2 separate regions of the Mus musculus genome follow, and region 1 is linked to region 2. Evidence: chromatin contacts called from public HiChIP or PLAC-seq data. All regions are on one chromosome and are shown on one strand. The core of a region is the stretch at or near the end of the contact, and the rest is flanking DNA. Distances in the headings are between cores, read along the strand shown. Region 1 holds the start of Onecut3 (one cut domain, family member 3). Region 2 holds the start of Atp5d (ATP synthase, H+ transporting, mitochondrial F1 complex, delta subunit).

Region 1 (5,770 bases), core at 2,407-4,906, 350 kb after region 2:
CCCCGCGGCCCGCTGCAAACAAGCGGGTGTTTGCGCAGCGCGCGGCCCAGAGCGATGGGGATTCGATGGAGACGCGGGGCCGTCGGGGATCGATCGGGCACAACTGTCGCGGAACAGCCCCGCGGAGCTGCCAGGAGCGAAGCAGTCACAGGCCCGGGGCCGTGCAGGCATCTCGGGGTGCGGCGTACTCTCCTGCAACCCCACACCCGACAGAGACCCCTGGGACTACCCAAGCTGGACACCGCTTCTCTGTCTACCAGGGGAGAACTGGAAGCTGTGGGATGTGGCGAATTCAGATCTGTGGCGCCTGCAGATTTGGGGGAGGCTGGAATGAAGGTAGCAGTCGCTAGAATTTCTATGAACCACCACCACCCCACCCCACCCACCGGCGAGAAGAAAGGACTTGACTTAAAACTCTCATTTCGGTGGGCAATAAACAGTGGCCTGTCGGGAGAGGCTAGGGTGCACCCGCCTCAAAGGAACAGCTTTAAGCATCTAAAGACCCCAAATCAATTTTTTTAGCTAAAATGAGAAGCGAAAACGAGGACATTGGTGAGGTCAAACTGGCGGAGGGCCAGAGCGGGGGGGGGGGGGGTGGGGGGGGGTGGGGGGGTAATCTGTTCCAGCCCCGCCTTCAGGGCGCTTCTGGGGTGGATGAAGGCGACTGAGGGTTCCTGCGAAGCCCGTGCAGGTCCCCAACGTCGCTGTCGCTTGTACTTGCTATCCCGACCCTCACAGCCCTCAGGTTAACTGGGCCTCAGATTTCTCTCAAATGTGGGCTTAGCACAGAGACGGAGAATATTAGCCAGGCGCAGCCCAGCACGTTTGGAGACCCCAGAGGCAGCCAAGGGGCTCCTGGACTCCATCCCTGATTTTCCCAGAGGGGATACTGAGGTCGACTGAGAGGTTCTCTGAGTTGGCCTAGGTCCCCACGGGGATAAATATGGGGGATGCCCTGCCCCACTCCAGCTCACCCCTCCTCCACCCTCAATTTGCTAATGACCCAAGATCGATCTGGCCCCAGTCACCGGTTCGCCCGTGGCCCCGCTCAATTCTATTTCACTAATTACTAAAGTGGGGGAGGCCAGTTCTTGGGGCTCAGGGGGCACAGTCCGTTTCCTAGGGACCCCTAGGTTTTTACTCCATCTCTCAGTGGGACCGCAGACCTCGTGGAGATCCAGCTCTTCATGCCCAGAAGACTCAAGCACAGGCTGCACATGCCGGGAGAAGCCCTGTCTAAGTCTGGACAGTCTGCAAGGGAGTGTGTGGCACCTGAGGTTGCTCTTGTTCAAGAGAAAAGGGAGTCCCCTCATCTCAAAGCCCCCAGCTTCCTCTCTTTTTCTTCAAAATGGATTCTCCGCTCATGGGGGAGGGGGGCTATAGATATCATTTGAAACAAAAAAAATGAAGGCAGGGGACTGCATCATCCCAACCCTCTGCCCAGGAATCCCGGGGTGGCTGGTATTTGAAAGGGTTTATGGTCATCTTTTGTTTTTCTGTTTTTAAACACCCAGTCAACCCCTGTAGCTCTTTGCTTTCTAGAGCTCTGAATGCTATCGGTTGACGGTGGTGGATTGATTTCCACACCCCACGATTATTTTTAATTATCTGTGATGTTGTAGGATAGACTTGGGGACTGCAGACTTGACTCTGATCCTGGCCATAGCAACTGTCCCCAGCTCTTTGTCACTGGGGAGGAAACCCCAGTGGTGCAACAGACACTCTGTGTGCCTCAGTTCCTCTATCTGGAAGATGGCTGTGGCCCCAAATTGTCCAGGCTCCCCAAATCAGAAGACCCCAAGGCTTCTGCCCCTTGGGGGAGATGGATGGGTAAAAGTACCCACTCCTGCAAGCTTCACCCTAATGGCCCCCTCTGCAGTCTTTACTCCCCACTATCCCCACCCCCACCCCCAACCAGGAGACCAAGATGGCAACAGGCAAGAAGTGATAGGCTCTGGATCTCTTCCCTCTCTAGGACTGTTAAACAGCTGGAGCTTAATAAATGCTGACTTGTTCACATTGAAACAGTCCCTTCAGCCCTGTCCACCCAAGGATTTGGGAGAGGGACCTCTGTGTACCCCCCCCCTTAATGGCTCATATACAATGCCACTCACTTTCCTCCAAGATCCTCTTCTCTGGGGGGGGGGGGGCAGCATGAAAGGGGAAAATGAGGAACAGAAAAGGATCTGTGCAGCCCCGGGCATGGACCACCACGCCTGTCACACAGCCAGTGCACTGTGGACATCAGATTCTTGGTTTGCTTTGTTTCCAGCCTGATAGCCCAAGCCATTGGTGGGGGCATCCCTTGAGTGAGCGTCAGAGCCCATGGGTGACTCAAGCTCCAGAACAAATGCCAATAACCCTCCCTGGCAGTGAGCAGGGCAAGGGAGGCAGGGGCTGAGGCTGAGTGAAGACACCCTCCTAACACAAGGTCCCCCCAGAGTCTGGCATGGCCACCCTGGTAATCGGTAATCTCTTCTCCACAAACCCAAGGGGTCTTGTTCCCAGGTGCTTTGTGCCTGTAGGGTGCCATCCATGTACCCCTTCTGTCCCCCTTCACTGTCTGCAGGTGGGAAAGGGAGAGAGAGAGAGAGAGAGAGAGAGAGAGAGAGAGAGAGAGAGAGAGAGAGAGAGAGAGATCCTAGGCTAGCTATCTCAGTCTGAAAAAAAAAAAAAAACCCCAAACCCAAGCTGGTCTAGAGATGACCAGTCTCAGACAAGACATCCTTAGACCCCAGAGATATTGGGGACAGGAAGTAGCCAATTACACGGGACTTAGGAGGAATTTTCCCCTCTCTCTTCCCCCCCTCTCTGTCATCTTTTCCATGTGTAGCCCTGACTGTCCTTGAATCCAGTTCTGTAGACCAGGCTGACCTTGAACTCAGAAATCCACCTGCCTCTGCCTCCCAAGTGCCGAGATTAAAGGCATGTGCCACTACACCGGACCTTGGAGGAATTTATGTTTGCTTTGATGCAAAGACTCACTATAAAGCCCTTGCCTGACTGGAACTTGCTACATAGACCAGGCTAGCCTCCAAATTAACGATCCACCTGCCTCTGTCTTCCCAATCCTGGGCCTAAAAACCACTAAAGTCCCTGTTAAGAAAGATTTCTGCAGGGCAATTACATTGCACAATTGAAGAAACAGAGGCCCAAATGCCCAAATGCCTGCTTTTCCTTGTGCTTGAGGCCAATGTGTGATTGTTCTGGGGACCTACTAATAGCCCCACTTCATCCCAAAAGAGGTTTTGAAATCTTTGTGTGCATACGGGGAAAACAGCCCATCTTTCTGAGAGTGTCAACAGAGTTGGGGGGCGTTTGTAGCCACACTTCAGGAACTGGGGGCGGGTAGGGGCAGAAGGGGGAATGTACAGGACAGAGAATCAAAGACGCTGATATGAGAACACACACACACACTCACTCACACTCACACAGAGCCAGGACTAGCGGTCCCCCACCCCAATCCCTCAGGTTCTTCTCAGGGCAAGGAGAATGGGGAGACCCAAGAAGCCAGCCTGGTGCTCCAAGGGGTTTGGCGGGTGCAGGCGGAGCGATGGGCGGGGGCGCTGACGTCAGACCCGGGCCGGGGCGCCGGCGGCGGCCGCCCCGCCACATCCTGGTGGCCGCTGCTCGCAGCAGCCGAAGCCGAGCGAGAGCACTGAACAAGCGGGACAGTAGCAGCCGCCGCCACCAGGAGCGTCGGCCAGTGCGTGGGGACCATGCTGCGGCCTTGAGCACACACGAAGAGGACACCCAGGATGGAGTTGAGCTTGGAGAGCCTCGGGGGGCTGCACGGGGTGACACACGCGCAAGCCGGCGAGCTGCTGAGCCCGGGCCACGCGCGCTCCGCCGCGGCCCAACACCGAAGCCTAGTGGCATCGGGGCGCCCAGGCCTGGTGGCCGGCATGGCTAGCCTGCTGGACGGTGGTGGCGCCGGGGGCGGGGGCGCCGGGGGCGCGGGGGCTGCAGGGGCCGCGGGTGGTGGCCCTGACTTCCGTGGGGAGCTGGCTGGCCCCCTGCACCCGGCCATGGGTATGGCGTGCGAGGCCCCAGGTTTGGGTGGCACCTACACCACGCTCACGCCCTTGCAGCACCTGCCGCCGCTGGCCGCCGTGGCCGATAAGTTCCACCAGCACGCGGTGGCTGGGGCGCACGGAGGCCATCCACACGCTCACCCTCACCCGGCCACCGCGCCGCCACCGCCCCCTCCGCAGCGCCTGGCGGCCAGCGTGAGCGGCAGCTTCACCCTCATGCGCGACGAGCGGGCGGCGCTGGCCTCGGTGGGCCACCTCTACGGGCCTTATGGCAAGGAGCTGCCCACCATGGGGTCGCCACTGTCGCCGCTGCCCAGCGCGCTGCCCCCCGCTCTGCACAGCGCCCCGCAGCCGCCGCCGCCGCCACCGCTCGCCGCTTACGGGGCTCCGGGCCACCTGGCCGGGGACAAACTACTGCCACCTGCCGCCTTCGAGCCACACGCGGCGCTTCTGGGGCGCGCAGAGGACGCGCTGGCCCGAGGGCTGCCTGGAGGCGGCGGCGGCGCGGGAGGCGGCGGGGCGGCCGGCGGGGCGGCCGCGGGTTTGCTGGCTCCGCTGGGCGGGCTGGCTGCGGCCGGGGCGCACGGGCCTCACTCAGGCGGCGGTGGCCCCGGAGGGGGCGGTGGCGCTGGCGGCGGCAGCGGCGGCCCGGGAGCCGGCGCTGCAGCCGAAGAGATCAACACCAAAGAGGTGGCCCAGCGCATCACCGCCGAGCTGAAGCGCTACAGCATCCCGCAGGCCATCTTCGCGCAGCGCATCCTGTGCCGCTCGCAGGGCACGCTCTCCGACCTGCTGCGCAACCCGAAGCCCTGGAGCAAGCTCAAATCCGGCCGCGAGACCTTCCGCAGGATGTGGAAGTGGCTGCAGGAGCCGGAGTTCCAGCGCATGTCGGCGCTGCGCCTGGCAGGTAGGGACAAGGGCCCCTGAGGCTCGATCCTGGGGGACATGGTTGGCACAGGATGAAGGACCTTGGCTAGTGCGTCCTGCCAGCCTAGAGGGGGGAAACTGTAGCCTCTGAGGCTGACCCGGGGTCTGCATCGCCGAGTGTCACTAATAGAAAGAGGGCAAATACAATTATTGTTTCCGTCCCTATTCTTTTAGGGACTGTGTAGGGTGTCTAGTGTCTTTGAGGCTGATGTAGACATAGGGTGCTAAACTAAAACAGCCCTCGCGTGGCTCCGTGTGTGCGCGTGTATGCGCGCGTCTGTAGCACGTTCCTTGGGTTCACGATCCCCTGCGATCAGAGGTGCCACTCCCCTCGTCCCCAAACATCCTGCAAGAGGGACCAAAGGCGCCCTCTCTCCACCCAGTCACAAAGCTCTAGGTGCTGACTAGACTCAGCCAAGGCCTGGCCACCGCTCTGCCCCCAGCCCCAGCACCACCACCACCACCGAGCTCTCTTCCTATGCAGCTCAGCCTCTGCCGACGATCGATCCGCTAGTCCCCCATCCCTCCCCCCTCTGGCCGTTGGCAAAGGTCATTTGAGATTGGGGGAGGGGCAGCCCTTGGGACCCTGGGCTCAGTGGCATCCACCAGAGGCCTTCACACCCCCCCCCCCCCGTGGCTCCCAGGGCCTCACTCCCTCCTGTTTTCCTGTCCCCCCTTTCTACTTCTCTCCACGGGGACAAATTGCTGTCCCTCTCTTCGAGCTGCCTCTTCGGTACCCAGTCCAGTCTCTCTTTATTCTTTTCTTCTCTTGCGCCTTGCCTGAGTCTCTCCCACACACAGAAGCATGC
Region 2 (6,234 bases), core at 2,826-5,325:
TGGAGAAACTGAGGCTAGGGCACATCATGGGGTGGGGTGGATTCAGAAGGGGCTTGTTAAAACTGCACCTGACTCAGTCCGGGAATGAAGATGATTCTGGAGTAATAAAGGCCATTTTGGCCATCCATCCCTACTTCCCACACCAGCGTGAGCATGCAAACCCCTTTCCCATGGAAGAAGAGCCCGCAGGCTCCACCGTCACCAGTGTTTTTCAGACTGGATGGTGGAGGAGTTGTGGGGCGAAACCTGAATAAACGATGTACCCCCCCCCAGAAGGCTACGTTTCCTCAGCGCACCCAGGCAGAGAGCAGCGGGCATCAATTTTGGTGGGTGGCATGGGGCGCATACGTAGGTCGGGAAATGAATTCAGGCTGGAGGGGGTGGGGCATGGTGAGGATGGTAATGAGAGGTGGGGGAGGAAGATGGCTGGAGACCCAAGGCGAGGAAGGCGGGGTCATGAGAGCCAGCGAGAACGCAAGCCTAGACATGGAGTCCCCACAGAACGTCCACCAGGCCCCCCAAGTAGGATACGGTGCGGAAAAGCGCAGAGAACGCGACGCCAGGCTCGTGAGGATCCAGGAGGCCAAGGCGACAACGCTCTCGCCCTGTCACTAGGGTAAACTGAGGCCAAGGGCAGGCATGGGCTGGCTCCCTCTCGGGGCTGCGGGCGGTGGGCGGGGTGCAGGGCCGCTCAGGCCGTTCCCACGCTCCGCTCCCTTCCCGGAGCCGCGCGCGACAGGACCAGTGGGCCAGGGCGGACCCTGGAACTGGTCGCCATCCCCTGGCCGCGCGCATTCGCCCGCCCGTCCCCGCCCGGCCCCGTGCGCCAGGGCCCGCCGCGCCTACCTCAGCGCCGGGGCGTGCGGCCCATGGGCGGCGGGAGGGCGGGCGGCAGATACACGGCTCTCCCGGTTGGCTCTGGAGCTCGGTGGCCGCGGAGCCGACGGAGAATTTATGAATGGGGAGAGCAGCGCACGGGGGAGGCGCGCAGGAGAGGTGGGGCCGCGCACGTGACCGCGTTGGCGGTGCTCCCGCTCCGGCCCCTGGCTCTGTGCACCCGGTAACCGCCCGGTCCCGCAGCCTGACCGCCCCCGCCGCTCTCGCCGCCGCGTCTGGCTCGCACTGCGATGGCCACCGCCTCCCCTTCCCTTCCGGCGGGGGCGTGGGGCGGAGCCTGAGCTCCCGCGCCCCCTCCCGCTGTAGCGCAGTCCCGCCCCCCTCACCCCTGCACGACTCAGCCTACCTGGTGCTGCAATGTCCCAGAACCCGGTGCGGGCGGGGCGCATTACGCCCCTAAGCTAACGCGGGTATCTCAGGTCTCTGGGACCCTCAACTATCTAGTTTGTCACCTGCCACTCCAGATGTGCAATTCCAGTTTGCATATCCCCTTGGTTTACAAGCCATGAGATATAGGTACATCCCCATCCCCACTTGCATGTTTTTCTTTTATGCTGCTCTTTGGCAGGTTCCTTTATGGGTCCAGCAGATAGCCAGTGCTGTAAAACACCTACTGGGAACTTGCCCTCAGAACTGTGATGGTCCCGCACACCTGCATTTGTAAGGTGAAATCAAGTGGATCAGGAGCGCAAGGTCAACCTCAGCTACACAGAATTCTAGGCCAGCCTGAGCAGCACAAGACCCCTTCTCAAACAAGAGAACTGTAGTGAAAGAGCTGAGCAAACTAAGGTACCTGCGGCCGAGCCCAAGCAGCCATGTTTCATCCCTCAGTCCCGAATAGGAAAGGAAGAGTGCCTCCCCTCACAAGTTGTCCTTTGACACCCAAAGATTTGCTATCCCCTTGCCCACTAACTAAATGAATGTAATAACATTTAAACTTGCATCCATAGAGGTCTGTTATGGAATGATCCATACCTTATAACTCCTTCCACTTGCAGACAGTTCTCTTCCCGGTGGTGCCTGGGTTCGAACCCAGGGTCAGTCTCATTATAAGAGCCTATGCACCAGGCGTGGTGGGGCACGCCTTTAATCCTAGCACTGCGGAAGCAGATGCAGGTGGATCTCTGAGTTCGAGGCCAGCCTGGTCTACAGAGTGAGTTCCAGGACAGCCAGGGCTACACAGAGAAACCCTGTCTCGAAAAACCAAAAAAAAAAAAAAAGAGCCTATGCTCCCAGACCATACCTGCTTATTCCCTGCTTGGCCACACAGTCAAATAAGTGTCATCATGAAGGTGGGTCGCTTACACTGACTTCCAGGACACCATCCTCCTTTTCATTTCAGTGAAGGGGATTAATCCACAGACCCGAGGCTGGCCTGCACTACCAGGATAGACTTCCGAACCCAACCAGGTTGGTCTCAAGCTCATGAGTGTGTCAGAACACATGGATTTTCCAAATACTAAATATTCTGGGGGGGGGGGTCGTGAATTTACATGCCTTTGAAGGTCAGAGGAGGATGTCAGATCTTCTGAAGCTACAGGCAACTGTTAGCTGTCCCCCATGGGCACTGAGAATGAAGCACACGTCTCTTGGAAGAACAGTGCTCGTTGCTGATCTCTGAACTATCTCTCCAGCACCCTAGGTTTAGTTTTTAGAAGACTTGTCTGGTAAGGCACAGTGGCCATGGGGGTAGGAAGAGGACACTCACCACCGGACAAGCATGATCTTTCTAGCGTTGAGTTCTTACTTCATGGAGCATTTGAGTAGATATGGGATCCTGGGACGGGTATGGGTGTGTGTGTGTGTGTGTGTGTGTGTGTGTGTGTGTGTGTGTGTGTGCGCGCGCGCGTGTGTATCTGTTTAAGAGCTGGAGTAGGGAAGGGAATGGGGTTTCTAGCTGCCCACTGCCCAGGGAAACTGTCCAGATTATAGAGACTGGGAACTAGGTGTCTCTCATAGAGATTGATTAAGGCCAGGACTGCTGGCTTTTGAGCAGGTCTGCGTGCCAGAGTCTCTAGTTAGTAGAATAAGTTTGTAGTCTAGCTTGTAGTCTTGCATCTGCCAGGCTCTGGTTCAAGGGTGACCACGACCCTCTAGCTGCCAGCTGCTCCTCTAAGATCCAACAAAGCTAATGGCTTTCCTTCTGTTTGCCCCATCAAGCCTATGCCTGCATTTTCTGTGAACCTACGTGGTGGGGCATGGGGACCAAGAGCTGAGCGGAGGCCGGAACCTGCGTGAGTGCGGGGGCAGGGTGATGACGTCATGACCGAGAGCGAGGCTGCGCGGACAAGACTGGCGTCAGTGGGGCCCCTTGGCCGCCTGCGCACGGGCTCCTGCGTCAGTGGCACGCAGGGGCGGAGGCCCGCAGGGAGGGGACTGCGGAGAAGAGCGAGTACATCTCCAGGTTTCGCGCGCCCTCTGCCGCCATCCGGTGCACTTCTTTCCTGGCACGACCTCTCCCCAGCACGCACCGCAGCGGGCATCATGAAATTTAATTATTTATTTAGCAGCTTCTCATGATGTAGTCCTGGTTGGTCTCAAACTCATGGAGCCCCGCTTGAGTCTTCCTCCGGGGAGTTGGGATTAACTGCGCCTGGCATATGCATATATATATATGTGTGTGTGTGTGTGTGTGTGTGTGTGTGTGTGTGTGTGTTTCGAGATAGGATTTTTCTGTATAATCCTGGCTGTTGGCTGTCCTGGAACTCACTCTGTAGACCAGGCTGGTCTCAAACTCAGAAAGCCGCCTGCCTCTGCCTCCCAAGTGCTGGGAATAAAGGCACGCGCCACCACTGCCCATCTATATTTGATGCACTTTTGGAAATAGGTTGTTCCGAGTGCGGGGATTGCAAGAGTGTGTCACCGCACTCTACATTTTAATTCTTCTGTTCCAACACGTTACAGGTTTGCTTCTTCTGGGCCTCGAATGCTTGGCACCTGATATCAAGCCCATATCATTTCCGCGCAAACATTCCCCTCCTGAGGGAATATGTTCGTTTGCAGAAAGAACCGCATCCCAAGAACCCAGAGTCGTTTGCTGTTAGAAGGCGAAGAAAACTACAATTCCCAGAATGACCCACCCGGCATAGGAGGATCCCACTTCTAGGCATCACTGCAAGGGGTGGGGCCAAGGGAAAGTATACCTCCCAGAATGCTCAGCGCGTACTGCATCGCGCAGCCTTCGGAGAATCCTGTGCGCGTGCGTTCTTGTGGGAACTGCGCCTCCCAGAAGGCACCGCGCGTCGTCCTTCTCCCTCCCTGAAGGCCGCCTCGCTTGCCCAGTGTGTCGGCCGCCCGCGAAGCTAGAGTCCACTGACTTTTCCGCCACCATGTTGCCCGCCTCACTGCTTCGTCACCCGGGCCTGCGCCGCCTGATGCTTCAGGCGCGTACATACGCCGAGGCCGCCGCTGCACCTGCCCCCGCCGCCGGGCCCGGACAGATGTCCTTCACCTTTGCCTCCCCGACGCAGGTACGAACTCACATCCCCCAGACTCGTCAAGCCCCTGATCTGACCCGTGGAAGAGGTTCTCTTGTATTAGGTCATTTGTTTCATCCCCATGGGGCCCTGTGAACCTCCCCCCACCCCAGACCTCACCCCTGGATGGGGTCACCTGGACCCAGGGCTCGACCTCAGTGTTCACTGAAACTTCATGCTCCACCCCTAAGGGCGTCACCTGGACATAAGACTCCACCCTCTGGGAGGTGGATCACCTATATCTGGAACCCAGATTTTGCCTTCACAAACCCTTCTGTTTTGGGGTGTTCTAGGCTCTACACCTTGGTGGTGGTCACTCAGGCCCTGTCCTTGGGTGTTGTACCCGAGATTGATATGAACCCCAGGCTCTACTCAAGGCTTAGGTGGTGTCACTTGGAGCTAGGATGAACAATGGAGCACAGAGCAATGCCTTTGGGTTTTACATGGCTCACAGTTTCTACCCGTGGGGGATTCCCCAAGTCCCCAAGCTGTTGCCCAGATAGGGGTCACCAGTACCCAGACCTGGAGCTCTTGGAAATTGCCTGGACCCAGATCCTGAAGGAGATTTGGACTCAGAACAGAAGCCTGGCCACTGTTGGGGTCACCTGGGATTGACCGAAGCTCCTCATCCTGTTGGGTTTGCCTGGACCAAATATCCTTTTTTTTTTTTTTCTTTAAAGATTTACTTATTTATTGTATGTAAGTAAACTGTTTGTTTTCAGACAAACCAGAAGAGGGCATCAGTTCTCATTATGGGTGGTTGTGAGCCACCATGTGGTTGCTGAGATTTGAACTCAGGACCTTCGGAAGTGCTCTTACCCACTGAGCCATCTCTCCAGCCCTGGACCTAATATCCTTAATTGGATAGACCTTAGCCAAGGTTTTACCAACTTACAGCCATGCTATTTGTAAGCCTGGGTTGGTTTTACACTTTTGACTACCTCATAGCAACTTCCTGAGTGGTTGTGAGACAGCCTTTGGGTTTCTCAGAAACCCCATACCAGGGGCTGGATCAGCACGCTGCACTACACTGCATTGCCCTCTGTTTCAGTCACCTCTTCTAGACACTCTTTTAGACATAGACATTTCACAGGTGAGCAAGCTGAGTCTAATGTCAGCTCTTGGTAGTGTCTGTGTCCCATCAGAATTCCATCCTCTCTGTGCCCACTGTACAGCAGGCATGGGATAATGCCTACCCCATGGTGTACACTCTCTGCAGGTGTTCTTTGACAGTGCCAACGTCAAGCAAGTGGACGTGCCTACGCTGACTGGAGCCTTTGGCATCTTGGCATCCCATGTCCCCACACTACAGGTCCTACGGCCTGGGCTGGTAGTGGTTCACACAGAAGACGGCACCACGACTAAGTACTTTGGTGAGTGTGGCCCAGGATGCATAGACGTTCAGGTTTGAGAAGGGCAGGGAGAAAGCAAAGGGAAGAAGCTTGCCCAGCCTGCCATGACAAAGATGTGGTCATCTGGGGCACAGAGTAAAGCCAGCAGCTGACCTCGCCATAGCTGGGCAGGAAGACATGGAGAAATGACGGTTGAGGAGCTAAGCCTTTAGGGTAAGATAGCCTTGGTGTAGGAGGGAGCCGGTCTGAAGGACCCACGTTTCCGGGTTGGACTTCCATCTTGCCCCTTCTCCAGATGAAGGGGTGTGTCTTGTCTTCTCTCATATCTCATTATTTAACAATACCCACGATGGAACCCAGGGCCTGGAGCTTTCTAGGCAGGGGATACAGCCCATGGTCATCGCTGGGGGATTCCAGCCGAGGGCTCCGGGCTCCGTCCACGAGTCAGGCCCCCACACACTGTTGTTCTGTATGGTTATGTTTGGGCAAGTACCAGAGCAGGCGTGGCG

What was found. HiChIP or PLAC-seq counts read pairs in DNA pulled down with a chosen protein or histone mark.
Region 1: a FOXA1 HiChIP or PLAC-seq map of pancreatic cancer cells shows a contact between it and region 2. The contact joins the promoter of Onecut3 here to the promoter of Atp5d in region 2. A contact is called at or near these places in 1 of 484 Hi-C or Micro-C datasets (embryonic stem cells) and 1 of 115 datasets of contacts at active chromatin or transcription factors (pancreatic cancer cells).

The regions. Positions count from the first base shown.
Region 1 is chr10:80,491,250-80,497,019 of GRCm38.p6, forward strand. It overlaps Onecut3 (one cut domain, family member 3), which reads left to right and starts at 3,657. Exons shown (of 2, transcript NM_139226.3): 1 at 3,657-4,941. The coding sequence starts at 3,759.
Region 2 is chr10:80,138,240-80,144,473 of GRCm38.p6, forward strand. Atp5d (ATP synthase, H+ transporting, mitochondrial F1 complex, delta subunit) reads left to right here and starts at 4,076. Exons shown (of 4, transcript NM_025313.2): 1 at 4,076-4,367; 2 at 5,593-5,746. The coding sequence starts at 4,227. It also overlaps a transcript of Cbarp not described here.